2 separate regions of the Mus musculus genome follow, and region 1 is linked to region 2. Evidence: chromatin contacts called from public HiChIP or PLAC-seq data. All regions are on one chromosome and are shown on one strand. Each heading gives the region's core, a stretch centred on a gene start, on an enhancer-like site or on the middle of the called end of the contact. The rest is flanking DNA. Distances are from core to core; before and after follow the strand shown.

Region 1 (2,842 bases), core at 167-2,666, 310 kb after region 2:
CCCCATGAGGCGGGCATTATTTTTTTCTCCATTTTATAGGTAAGTCACAGAGCTCTTAACTCTCTGCCAACAGAGAACAAATCTAAACTGTATCTCTAAAGAACTGTGTTTTGGATCCATTTAAAATAGTTTTGACTTCACCATTCCTTTTAGGAGTAATAGGCTTGCCCAAATAGTTACCTACTAGCTCTCTGGACAGGTTGAGCACGTTCAACTTCTAAGAGGGATGACCTTGCCCTCCAAAATAACAGCCCCTTGAAGCTGCTTAAAAGGACAGCTCATAGACGGAAGCCATTCAAAAAAATTGTTAATGGCCCACACAGAAAAGTACAGAAGTTGAGATCTTTTGAGAATTTTTTATTGGTTATTTTATTTATTGACATTTCAAATGTTATCCCCTTCCCAGTTTCCTCTCCACAAACCTCTTATCCCCTCCTCCCCCTTTTTGAGGATTTTTTTTTTTTACGACAGCCAATTTTAGGACTGTTGACTGTGATAATAAAATATTTTACATTTACTGACTTCACTTTTATTTTCATTTTTTCTACGTCATCAAGATAGGACCCACAAATAACTGGGAAAAGCATGTTTTAAAGCAATAGTTCTAAACTTTCCTAAAGCTGGGACCCTTTAGTACAGTTCCTCATGTTGTGGAGACCCCCAACCACAAAATTACTCCGTTGCAACTTCAGAACAGTAATATTGCTACAGTCGTGAATCGTAATGAAATTTCCTATGATCTCGGGACCTTCGGAAGGTCCGGAGTTCAAATCCCAGCAACCACATGGTGGGAACGGAAAGTTCAGATAATAGAGTGCCTACCTAGCAGCAGTCAGGAAGCCCTAAGTTGTCTCTATCTCTACCACAATGTGGTAACAATCATGTAGATAATCTCAGCTCTCTGGAGACTGGGGCAGGAAAATTAGTTTTCAAGGTTATTTCAGATACACTGGAAGGAATTCAAGGCCAACTCGGAACACAGGAGAGGAGTCTGGGGAGGAGAGGGGTGGGGTACTTATTACTCTCTCAGAAGCATTACTGGAGAGAAAAACTATTCACGTCGGAAAATTCTATCAAAGTAGATTCTTCTAGGACCTGGCTATCGTACATAAGACATCGACTATTTTTCACCCCCTTTTCATTCACTCTGTAATATAGTTAATATAATGTCAAGTAAAGGAAAACAGAGAGAAACGAATAGCTCTTTCAAGACAGCGAGGTTAGGTCCCTACAGTAACGTTAAGTGCGTGAGCCTTAGAAAGCTGCGCCCTCCTCCTCCCTCGCCAGCAGCAAGCCAAAGCCTTAGCTGGCCCGGGACAGAAGGGCTCACGGCTGCGCATGCGCAGAGAGGAAGCCCGCCGAGGATTTTAGGAAAACGCCCCGCCCCCGCTTCCTCCCTCGGCCGCGCCCGGCGCCGGTCCGGAGGTGGTCACTTCCGCCGGGGCGTACGCACTGAATCCGGGTCAGCTGCAGCCGCCCGGACTGCAACTAAGATCGTCCGGGAAAAGCTGGGCCCCGTCTCCACAGCCGACCAAGGGCAGCGGGCTCTGCCCGGCGCCGCTTTCTGCGACCTGGCCGTCAGCCCCACGTCGCCGGCCTGGAGGGGCAAAGAGGACGAGGGGGCCGCGGCTTCCTCCGGGGTGAGCACGGCTTGGGTAGCGGGCCGGGCTACGGCACAGCCGGAGGGCTGCGGGAGGATCGGCCAGGCCAGGCGGGGGTGGCGGCCGTGGACTGGCGCGTTCGCGTTCCGGGTCCGAGCGCTGCCGGGCCCCGCCCTGCCTCGGACGCTGGTGCCAGGCTCTCGCCCCCTTCCTTTTTCCGTCTGTGGCCCGAAAGCCTGGAGCGGAACCTCCCGGTTCCTGGCTTCCCCTAGCCTCGTTTGTTCCGTGTTCCTAACCGGCGTCAGTCCAGAGCAGAACAAAGAAACTTGGGCGTGTAGTGCACCCCATAGCCTCGGGGGGATGGACGCAGACAGCATACACAGACAGCATCCTATAAGTCATCAGGGCTCTCTTGAACCTTCCTGAGTGTGATATCCTATTGTAGGGTGTGTACGTCAATGCCTGATCCTTGGCTGTTCTCAGACACTTAACCTCTTCATTTAAATACCGGCTAGGATGCTTTGGATTGCTGTATGCATGCGATGCCACTGGAGAATTCTTCCTAAGTCTGTTCACGTTCAAGCAGAAACTTATTTGGATCTATATTACGTTACTTCGAAACTTCCTTTGTCCTAGGAACTCTATGAGGACACAACTTTTGCAGTGTTTATCAAAGTATTTCTATAAAAGTGCCTTTCATCTGCAATTGCATCTTAGTATTGCTTTCTTTTGCGTCACTTTTAATTAGGATGTTTTCCCTTATACTTGAATTCCCATCTTCAATGAAATGCACGTTTTCTTATGATTTATTAGAATCCTTTAATTGTAGAGGGTTTTTTTTCTCAAAGGTTTTTTTTTTTTAATGTGTCTTGTCATGTGGTATAGGCGACTGCAGAGGGCATCGGAACCCCTGGAGCTGCTAGCATTATAGGCTGTTGTGGTGGGAACCGAAATAGGCTCCTGTGAAGAGCAGCAAGCATGCTTAACTACTGACCCACTCCTCTAGCCTTCACTTGTAGAAACTCTGTAATTCATGAGTGGGTGTTCCTTCAAAGTTAGAGTTGAAGTTATCTAGTTTAGTTACCCATACATGAAGTTACCAATGTTTGGTTGCCTCGCACATTATTTTTTTGGCTTGGTTCTTAATCAATCTCTATCTCTCAATGCCATTCTTAGGTCTTTTCTAACTTGCTGGACTAGGAAATGTGACATGTGCATAGCGTAGGGACTGAATTACCATA
Region 2 (2,783 bases), core at 114-2,613:
TGGGAATGTATCTGATACATGTGTATAATATGACGGCAGAGCGCAAGATCGAATTTTTATGGACAGATTAAGTTCACTAACCTTGTGAACAGGTTGTGGAAACAGATGATACATTTTTAAATGTTAAATTAAAATTTTGTCTGTTTGGTAGGATCTACTTAGGTAGAACAGGCTGGTCTTGAACTCACAGAGATCCACCTGTCTGTCTGTGCCTCCTGAGTGCTCGGATTAAAGATACATGGCACTGTGCTTGATAAATTAAGTTTTAAAGATGAATGTAAGATGGTGGTTTCTGTGAAGACATTTATGGCTTGAAGTAGGGTGAACAGCCTTGTTTTCCTGCTCTTCTTGGTGACATTATCTTTCAGTTGTCATTGAACTGGCATGATTTTGATACAAGAGAAGGAGCTGAGTGCAGACAAGAGTCTCTAAGACTATAGTTGGCGGGGCATTAGGGCCACTGTGTCAGGAGAGGGAGCAGGAATGAGTGACACTTTGTTTATAATATCTAGTAGTTGAATAACTAGTAGTAAATAGAAAGGCCAGCCTGTAGCACTGGCCCCCATAACCTCATTCCTTTGTCTAAGTTTGCTAATTACATGGAAGTAGGGAGCTACATACTCCTGGTAGGTCTGTGACTTCAGAAGTGTCAGCTCTGCAAGTTTACCTCAGTCCTTGTCACAAATGGCTGGCTAGCCAGCCTGGTTAGAACCCGGTTATAAAGAATCCTCCTCAGAATCACTTCGAATGGGTACCCCAGAACTGAAGAGACCAAATGGTGTGCAAGGAGTCTGAAGGGCGTATGTCATATGTCATTTGAATTTGGCAGTTTATATCAAAATAGAAGACATGATCTCTAAAGATCAAATAGTCTTTCCTTTGAATGAGAACATCATCAAGTTTTGGGCCTCTTCACATCCTCCCACCCCCACCCCCGATTGTCCTTGCTGATCTCCTGCTGTTGTGACATGTTAACTCCCAGATCTAAACTTCACAAAGGCCCTGAGCTGGGCTCATTCCTGAGCTGGGCTCATTCCTGAACTGCTTTGTTTGTGGGTTGAGGTCCCTGACATTACAGCTGCTTACGCAGTCTAACGGCCAGGCTTCCTGTCCACTTCACCGGATCTAAGACACAAACACAGGACCTCTGCTTGGCAAGTGAGCTGGCAGAAACACCTTTGGTCCTAAGTTACAGGTCCTTAGATTAGACTCTGCCTGCCTGCACATGTGCCTGTGTTCTAGCTGGGACTGTGTCTCATGTTGCAGGTTATTTTGCTTTAGCCTGAGTCCCTTCCAGGCACTCTATTCACAGCAGAAGCGGGTGGTCAGGCGTCACAGGGAGGTTTATGGTCCAGCACGGCTGGTTGGCCCAGGTCTTCCCAGCTGTTGAAATGGTGCTAGGGGCAAAAGGTGACTAGGTCACTCCTGTGCCACCTGCTTCTGTTGTTGTTTCTTTTAAATCCTCTTAAGTGGACTTTTAAAGTGTGAACTTTCAATCACATCCTGGCCAGAGAGCAACCTCAGAGGCAGCTGCAGCCTGCTCAAAGCCAGGGCCTGGGTGGGAAGCCCAGAGAGTCTTTATTTCTGCTTCCAAGAGAGAAGCAATCACGTGGCCAAAGCTAGTGTTAACTTACACACGGCCCTGTCCAAAGGTTGTATGAGATTGATACTGTTGTCTGAGTTTCTTACACCCTAGCTGTGCAGGACTTTAAAAGCCAGGTACTTTAGGACCACAGAGACCTCCTCCAAACTGAAACTCCCCTCTCCTCCCCTCCCCTCTCCTCCCCTCCCCTCTTCCCTTCCATTCACCTCCCCCTCCCTTCCCCTTTTCTCCCCTCTTTTCCTCCCCCTCCCCTTCCCTTCTCTCCTTTCCTCCTCTCTCCTCCCCTCTTCTCTCTTCCCTTCCCTTCCCCTCCCCTCTCTTTTCCCCCCGCTCCCCTCTCCTCCCATCTTCTTTCCTTTCTTTCTAGACAGTATCTCATGTACCCCAGGCTGGATTTGAACTTGCCAAGGATGTCTTTGAATGTCTGAGCTCCCTGTTTTTACCCTACAAGTGCTGAGATTACAGAAATGTGCCGTTTATGGGAAGCCAGGGATGGAAACCCGGCCTTTGTGCACGCTAGGCAAGCGCTCTGTGAACTGAGCTACATGCTCAGGTGATGGATTCAGGACTTGGCAGCCTTATTAGGAAGGTCTGGAAACTAGGAGGGAGGCTCTAGTTGCAGTAAGAGTGTGTTACTGGGGCTGTGTGCTTGAAATATATACCTCATCCCTGGTCAGTGTTCATCCTCTCAGTAGACCAAACTAATTTCCTTCATATTTTAAAAATCATAAAGTATTTGTCTTACACAGTCACATTATTTGCAGGTGGGGCCAAACTTGAAAGGTGCTGAGCATGTAGCTCTTCGATTTATCTGAGAGATAAAGAAATAAATCTTTAAAAGAAAAAGAAAAGAAACTCAATCAGCAATTTTTAGAAGATCAGGCATTCTAGCAGAGTATAACCCAAAGATAAACCTTGATACTTATATACTAAGAGATGATGCTGACAGGGAAATATTGTAGTCTTGATTCTGCGACAAAGTATGCCAGGCAGTGTTGGTTGAGAGTTCATGATATACTACTAGCTTGCGCACTGTAAGTGTGCCTGTCACACACTAGGAACCAATGCTGTCTGTCATCAAGTCACACCATGTGACATGGGTGAAGAGTGCTGAACATAATCCCTGATTCATTATGCATTTGACTTTGAATTAATTTTGGATACTGTACATTCAGAAAAC

Evidence for each region. HiChIP or PLAC-seq counts read pairs in DNA pulled down with a chosen protein or histone mark.
Region 1: an H3K4me3 HiChIP or PLAC-seq map of embryonic limb bud shows a contact between it and region 2, with 4 times the contacts expected there. The contact joins the promoter of Bnip2 here to the enhancer-like site in region 2. A contact is called at or near these places in 1 of 15 datasets of contacts at CTCF or cohesin (CD8 T cells) and 4 of 115 datasets of contacts at active chromatin or transcription factors (embryonic basal ganglia, embryonic hindbrain, embryonic limb bud and 1 more).

What each region holds. Positions count from the first base shown.
Region 1 is chr9:69,988,050-69,990,891 of GRCm38.p6, forward strand. Bnip2 (BCL2/adenovirus E1B interacting protein 2) reads left to right here and starts at 1,417. Exons shown (of 11, transcript NM_016787.4): 1 at 1,417-1,640.
Region 2 is chr9:69,680,503-69,683,285 of GRCm38.p6, forward strand. No RefSeq gene overlaps it. Among named protein-coding and RNA genes, the nearest start is that of Gm31469, 9.3 kb to the left of the region's middle. Within about 2 kb of position 1,364, at least 24 of the 459 cell types and tissues checked have an H3K27ac peak or open chromatin away from gene starts, as enhancers often do. A contact at or near this core is called in embryonic limb bud, where this site is marked.